Regions from separate parts of the Canis lupus genome. Here region 2 is linked to region 1. A link is a contact called in public Hi-C data. All regions are on one chromosome and are shown on one strand. Each heading gives the region's core, a stretch centred on a gene start, on an enhancer-like site or on the middle of the called end of the contact. The rest is flanking DNA. Distances are from core to core; before and after follow the strand shown.

Region 1 (2,910 bases), core at 201-2,700:
AATGCCCGCAGCCGCCGAGCCTTTATCTCGGGCGGAAGCGGGGAGCCGGGCGGCGACAAGGAAGGGGGCTCCGGGGGCGCCGGGGAACGGGTCGCGCCCCGCGGAGCCTCGGTCACCGCCGGGAGCCGGCGGCCGGGCGGGTCCCTGGGGATCTCGCGTGTGGGTGCCCCTTCCACCCCCGGGGACGAGGACCGGGAGCCGGCGCTACCCGGGCCAAGGCGTCGATCCGGAAGCAAGTAGCCCGAGGCAGCCCGAGGAGCCCGAGCCGCCTGCCCGAACCCAGCGGAAAAGAAGCCGCCGCCCGTCTCCGCCTGAGGAGACTCCGCCTCAGCCCAGCGCCGCTACCGCCGGGCGAGCGGGGCTGAGGGGCTGCGCGGCGGGGACGGCCCCCACGCTTTCAGGAGGCAGGTCCGGGAAGGGAAGAAGCGGGACGGGGCGGCGGCGGCCCGGTCTCGTACCTGTGTCCGGAGTGGGTGGCGGCGGACGGACGGGCGCTCAGCAGTCTCTGGGCGGCAGCGGCGAGGCTGAGACTCTGTCCGCGGATCTGGCTGCTCACAGGCTACAGCGGCTCCGCAGACACGGGGTTTCCTCCAATCACCAGCCCCGACAGCAGGGGCACCACACGCACGATGACGTCAAACGCTGCTATGGCAACCGTTGATTGGTGCCCACAGCTCCGGGGGCCCAGTGCAACCGCCGCTCCCTGGCGCGCGCGTCCTGCCCGCCCGCGCTAGAGGGCGAGCGGGGGAGCGCGCCGCCTCTCCTGCTACCAACGCTCCTCCCCGCCGCGCTCAGCTTCCAGCTTCTCTGCTCTTGGGCGAGGGAGCCCGGCCGGGAAGCTCCTTCCTTTCTTTTCCCTCCTCTCCACCACTACCTTCCTACCTCCCCTTCTCGAATCCCCCCAACCTCCACGGGCTCGCTCTTCCTCTACACCAGCAAGGAGATTCCTCCCCACCCCCACCTTAGCTTTCGTGCGGCCCTTCTGCGCCTGCGCCAGTCACTCCCTCTCGAAGGGGCTCGGGTTCGGCAACATCCGGGACCTTTCACACCCCCCACCCCTCCCCGCGCCCAGGCCCGCCCCGCCCTCCGTGCTTCGCGGGGGTAACTGCCTCCCGGGCCGGCCCGGGGCTGGGTTACGCGGGTGGCTCCGCAGCTCCGGCATTGTGATCCGGATGTGGGGGTGGCGGGGGAGGGCGCGGTCCGGCGGCCGGGAGGGGCGGTGTGGCGCGCTTCCCCCGCGCCCCGCAGCCCGCCGCGCCCCGTCGCCAGGCGGGGCCGACCTGAGCGCGCGGCCCCTCCCTGCCTCGCCGCCGCGGCTTTACCTGCTGGCGCGCCGAGAGCGGCCTTAGACCTTTTAAGGCTCGGGACAGAAAGTGAGGAGTCCGGCCCCGCAGGATGGGTTGAGTGACGGGAAAGGTTTCCAATCCGAGACTCGGGATCCGTGCGCAGTGACAGCTGCGGGGGGACAATGGCGGCGCGAGGTGGGGCGGGTGGGGCGGGGCTGGCGGGAGGTGAGGCCTGGGAGGAGAGGCCGCCGCTTGGAGAAAGCCTGCAGCTCCTGCGGGGAAGCGGCTCCCTTCTCGGGTGGAGGGTTCGGGTGATCGTGGAGGCCTCAGCGCGAAGAGAGGCAGCGAGCAGAGGTCGGACGGTACCGACTCGTTTCTTGGAGACTCGATGGTCTCTATCCAAATAAAGCGTCCGCTTGAAGACATCGTGTTGCAGTGATTTAAACACAGATTATTGCCGGGTTTCTCCTGAAGCAGGGTGTGAGGGACGTGGTAGTTCCCAGCGCCCCGGGTAACTCGGCGGGCAGTGGAAGAGGGCTGCAGGCAGGGCCAGGAGCAGGGACCTGGAGCCGAGAAGAGGGGGAAAGAGGAGAGCGGATATTGCAGGTGCCATACCAACGGGCCAACCCAAACCGGCAGAGCCTCCACCCAGTCAACTTAAGGAAGTTCAAAGGGAGACATGCACAGTGTAAAATGCCTCTGCCTCTCCTCCCTTTAAATGTTGGAGCTAAGATGTGCTTGGATGACCTGCAAAACCAGTTGCAAATCTCACCTAGAGTGTATAGTTAGCAATGAGAGCTCAGAACTCTGCCTACTATCCTTGGCAAACTCCATTTGGTCTTACTGATTTTTCCAACATACCCTTTTAAAAAATCCTTTCATCCTAATAAGTGTACTCTTTAATGCCCATCCTTTTATTTCCGCCGTCTCCCATCTACCTCCCCCATCGTAACTATCAGTTTGTTGTTCTCGGTAGTCAAAAGTGGGTTTCTTGGTTGGTCTCTTCCCCCCCCCCCCCCCCAACATATCTTTATTGAGCATCTAGTAGGGGGCCTGCCGTAAGGCACAACTGACAAAGAAGACTCACAAAACAGTTCAGCCTCAAGTTGTGCAGAGGATTGAATTTATCACCAGCAGACACATAAAATCTTTCCTCACTCTTCCAGCTCCTTGTCTGTTCTGTATGTTGTTGGACACACTGTTTCTGCCACAGACCATTTTACAAATTAGTTTTGCCTGAGGTTCCAGCTGGCATTTAGATAGTAAAGTATAAACCCAGAAGAGAGTTTTCCAGTGGCCAGTTCAGTTCAGGGTGTTTTATTTTCTCCCAATTTTCTGCATCAGAGCAGATTCATACTAGACTTAATGGATGAACAAATTGATCAGGGTTATTTTTTCTGAGACATTAGAGTCATGGTACTTTGACTCCCAAGTAAATTTTTTCAGAGAGTGACTCACTTAAAATAATATTTCAACACCCTCCCCTTTTAAAATTTGTCTTTGGTTTTCTGCTAGACGCGGCACCAGAAATTTGACAGAAATTAGGGGTGCCTGGCTGGCTCAGTCTGAAGAGCACATAACTCTTGATCTCCAGGTAATGAGTTCAAGCCCCATGTGGGGTACA
Region 2 (2,910 bases), core at 259-2,758, 210 kb after region 1:
GACCCTAGCTCTTAGCCCCGTCCCGTCGGGGGAGGGAAGAGGAAAGCGCAGGAGAAGGTCGACCCCGGCCCCGGGCGGGGAGCCCCGTCCTCACCCCTCCTCAGCCGCCACACAGCCCCCACCTACCCGCCGCTTCCCACAGACCCCGGCCCGAGGCGCGCCTCCCGGGCTTCGGCTGCCGAAACCCGGCCCCTCCGGCCCCGGCTCCAGAAGCCCAGCGGCGGCGGCCGCCACGGGGTAAGGTTACCGCCGCGCTCGGCTGCCGCGGGCGGCCTGCACCCCGCCACCTGCAGGGCCCGGCAGGCGCCGAGCTCCCCGCCGCCGCGCCCGCGCCCGCGCCCGCGCCCGCGCCCGCCCCCGCGCCCGCACAGGGCCGGCCCGGCCCGGCCCCGCCGCCGCCTGGAAGGCCCGGAGGCCGGCGGCCCCTCGCGACCCGCCGCGACCCCGCCGCCAGGCCCCCACCCGGCTCCCCGACGTCCTGCGGCGTCAGCGCCGCCCCCGCAGCCGCTCACCCGGGCCGGGACAGGCTTGCGTCGGAGACCGCGCAGCGCGAGGCGGCCGGGGAGGTGGCCGGAGGGAGAGGAGGGGGAGCGCGCCCAGCACCGCTTCGGCCGCCTCCACCCGCCGAGGACGGGAAGAGGAGAGCACAACAGCCCGCGCCTCGCGCCCGCCGCCGCCGCCGCCGCCGCCGCGCGCGCCCGCCGCCGCCTCAGCCTCGGGGGAGGCCACTACGCTCGTGCCCGCGCACGCCGCGCAGCGCTCCCAGGCGCCCCAGCGCCCGCCCGCCCGCCGCCCACTCGCCTTCCTGCTGCGGCCGCCTCCCCCGCCCCGCCCCTGCTCGCACGCCGCCGCCCTTTCCGGTCGCACGGGCCAATGGCAGCGCGCCCCTGTTACATAAGCGTCGGGGGGCGGGGCCTGGCGGCGCCGGCGGCCCCTGCGCGACGGGAACTGCGGGGGACGTCGCCCCGTGTCCCCGGCGCCCCGCCCCGGCCGCGTGCTCTCTGGGCGGCTTCTGCCGGCGCGGGAGCCGCGTGATGCCGGTCCTGCTGGGTGACGGCCCGCGGCGTGTTTCGCAAGTCGCTCGCCAGCTCCCTCGGTGGGGCGGCGGCCGGGCCTCGGGCCCCGCGTCCCTTCTCACCCGCCTCCCGCCCCGCCGGCGCCTGCAGTGCCGCGGCCCGGGGACCGGCCCCGAGAGCTGCGCGGGCGCCGGAGACCGTGGGGCCCGGGGCGCCCGCCGCCCCCGCCGCGCCCGCCGCCCCCGCCGCCCCCGCCGCGCCCGCCGCCCCCGCCGCCCCCGCCGCCCCCGCCGCGGCCGCGCAGCCTTTGTTCTTTCGCGCACCGGCCCGCAGCCTGGTTCCCACGGAAACCACGGTTATTTTTACCAGTCTGGGGGGTTAGGGAGTTGAGGATTCCAGCCGCACTGCCTCGGCGCCGCTGGCTGGGTCCCCGGCCGGCTCCGCCATCTACTACCAATGCGCAGAGTTGCTAGTACTGGGGGAAATGGCTAAGTTGAATTTGGTTGTTGTTTGCGTCTTGATTTACAGGCCACGACCTCAACCTCCAGTACCTGATTAAGAACTATTGCGGTTGTGATCTGCTGATCATCTGGAAATGGCATTTTAGACTTTGGCTTTACGCCGCCTCTCCCCCGCCCCGCCCCCCACCGCGCGCGTTGGTTTCTAATTAGATTTATTAGTAACGAGGAAAAGGGAAGCCTTTGTGTTTGGCGTCCTCACCTTGCCCATAGCGTCCACGCTCCACTCGCCTGTCAGTACCCAGGAGAAGCGAGTTTAATATAAACTCGGGGGAGTGGGATACAGTCGTGACAGAATGGTTCAAAATAAGCGGGAAGGAGCTAGCAGCTCGTCGCATTTGGGTAGCATACAATGATCTGGTTGATAAGTCCTTCCTTATCCTCATTTCAGCCTCTCTCATCTTTACTTTCATATCTCTCCCCGTTTTATCATTTTTATTTTTTTAAACACTCTTTTTTGATATTTTATTTATTTATTCATAGACACAGGGAGAGAGGGGGCAGAGACACAGGCAGGGAGAAGCAGGCTCCACGCAGGGAGCCCGACGTGGGACTCGATCCGGGGTCTCCAGGATCACATCCCAGGCTGCAGGCGGCACCAAACCGCTGCGCCACCGGGCCTGCCCCTCTCCTGGTTTTAAATTGACGTTCTTAAATCTTACCGATACCTCTCCAATATTGAGCTGCAAGCTCATTTTCATCACCATATGCTCAGTGCCTAGCAGTGTGCTAAACATGGTAGGCACTGATTAAATGGATGTTGGCCAAATGAACTGGAGGTATCTAAAGAAAGCAAAACTTTGGACATAGCATGAAGCTCTAGCTTAGTCAGTAGTCACCACAACCATAATGACTGTGTTAACCTGGCTAACAGGAGGGGGATGAGGTACTCAGAGAACCTAAAGACAGGAAATCCAAAGAGCTGCGTTTGTCTAGCCATGAATCAGAGTGGGCAGTGGAAAGGGACAGAGAAATTTGGCAGGCTGAAATAAGTCTTACCTGGAGAGGGGATTTTTGCTGTGAGGCGATATTACTATGCCACTTGTTACCGATGCCTAGACGAAATATCCATTTAAGCTAGTGTTTCTTAAAATTCTGCATTATACCACCTTTTAGGTATGGTAAAAGCTAAGGACTTTGCCCCCAGAAAGTTCGTATACATAGAAATTTATCTCCATTGGTAGAGTTTCTCAACCTTGGCACCACTGACACTTTGGGCTAGATAATTTGTTGCTCTGGGGGGCCTGTCCTAGGGATTGTAGGATGTTTGGCAATACCCCTGCTCTGTAACCTTTTGATGCCAATATCATGCTATCTCCAGTCGTCACAAATGAAAAATGTGTCCATATCTTTCCAAGTGTCCTCTGGGGGTCAAA

What was found. Hi-C and Micro-C count contacts between places; a contact is called where the count stands out from the background.
Region 2: a contact with region 1 is called in a Hi-C map of blood, with 4 times the contacts expected there. The contact joins the promoter of ZNF706 here to the promoter of YWHAZ in region 1. A contact is called at or near these places in 3 of 9 Hi-C or Micro-C datasets (amygdala and blood).

Annotation. Positions count from the first base shown.
Region 1 is chr13:2,893,107-2,896,016 of UU_Cfam_GSD_1.0, forward strand. It overlaps YWHAZ (14-3-3 protein zeta/delta), which reads right to left and starts at 1,451. Exons shown (of 7, transcript XM_038555215.1): 1 at 1,323-1,451; 2 at 459-642. LOC111098493 (a long non-coding RNA gene) reads left to right here and starts at 1,488. Exons shown (of 3, transcript XR_005368440.1): 1 at 1,488-2,880.
Region 2 is chr13:3,107,185-3,110,094 of UU_Cfam_GSD_1.0, forward strand. ZNF706 (zinc finger protein 706) reads right to left here and starts at 1,509. Exons shown (of 4, transcript XM_038555218.1): 1 at 1,383-1,509. The region is part of intron 1 of LOC119864266 (a long non-coding RNA gene); the gene reads left to right.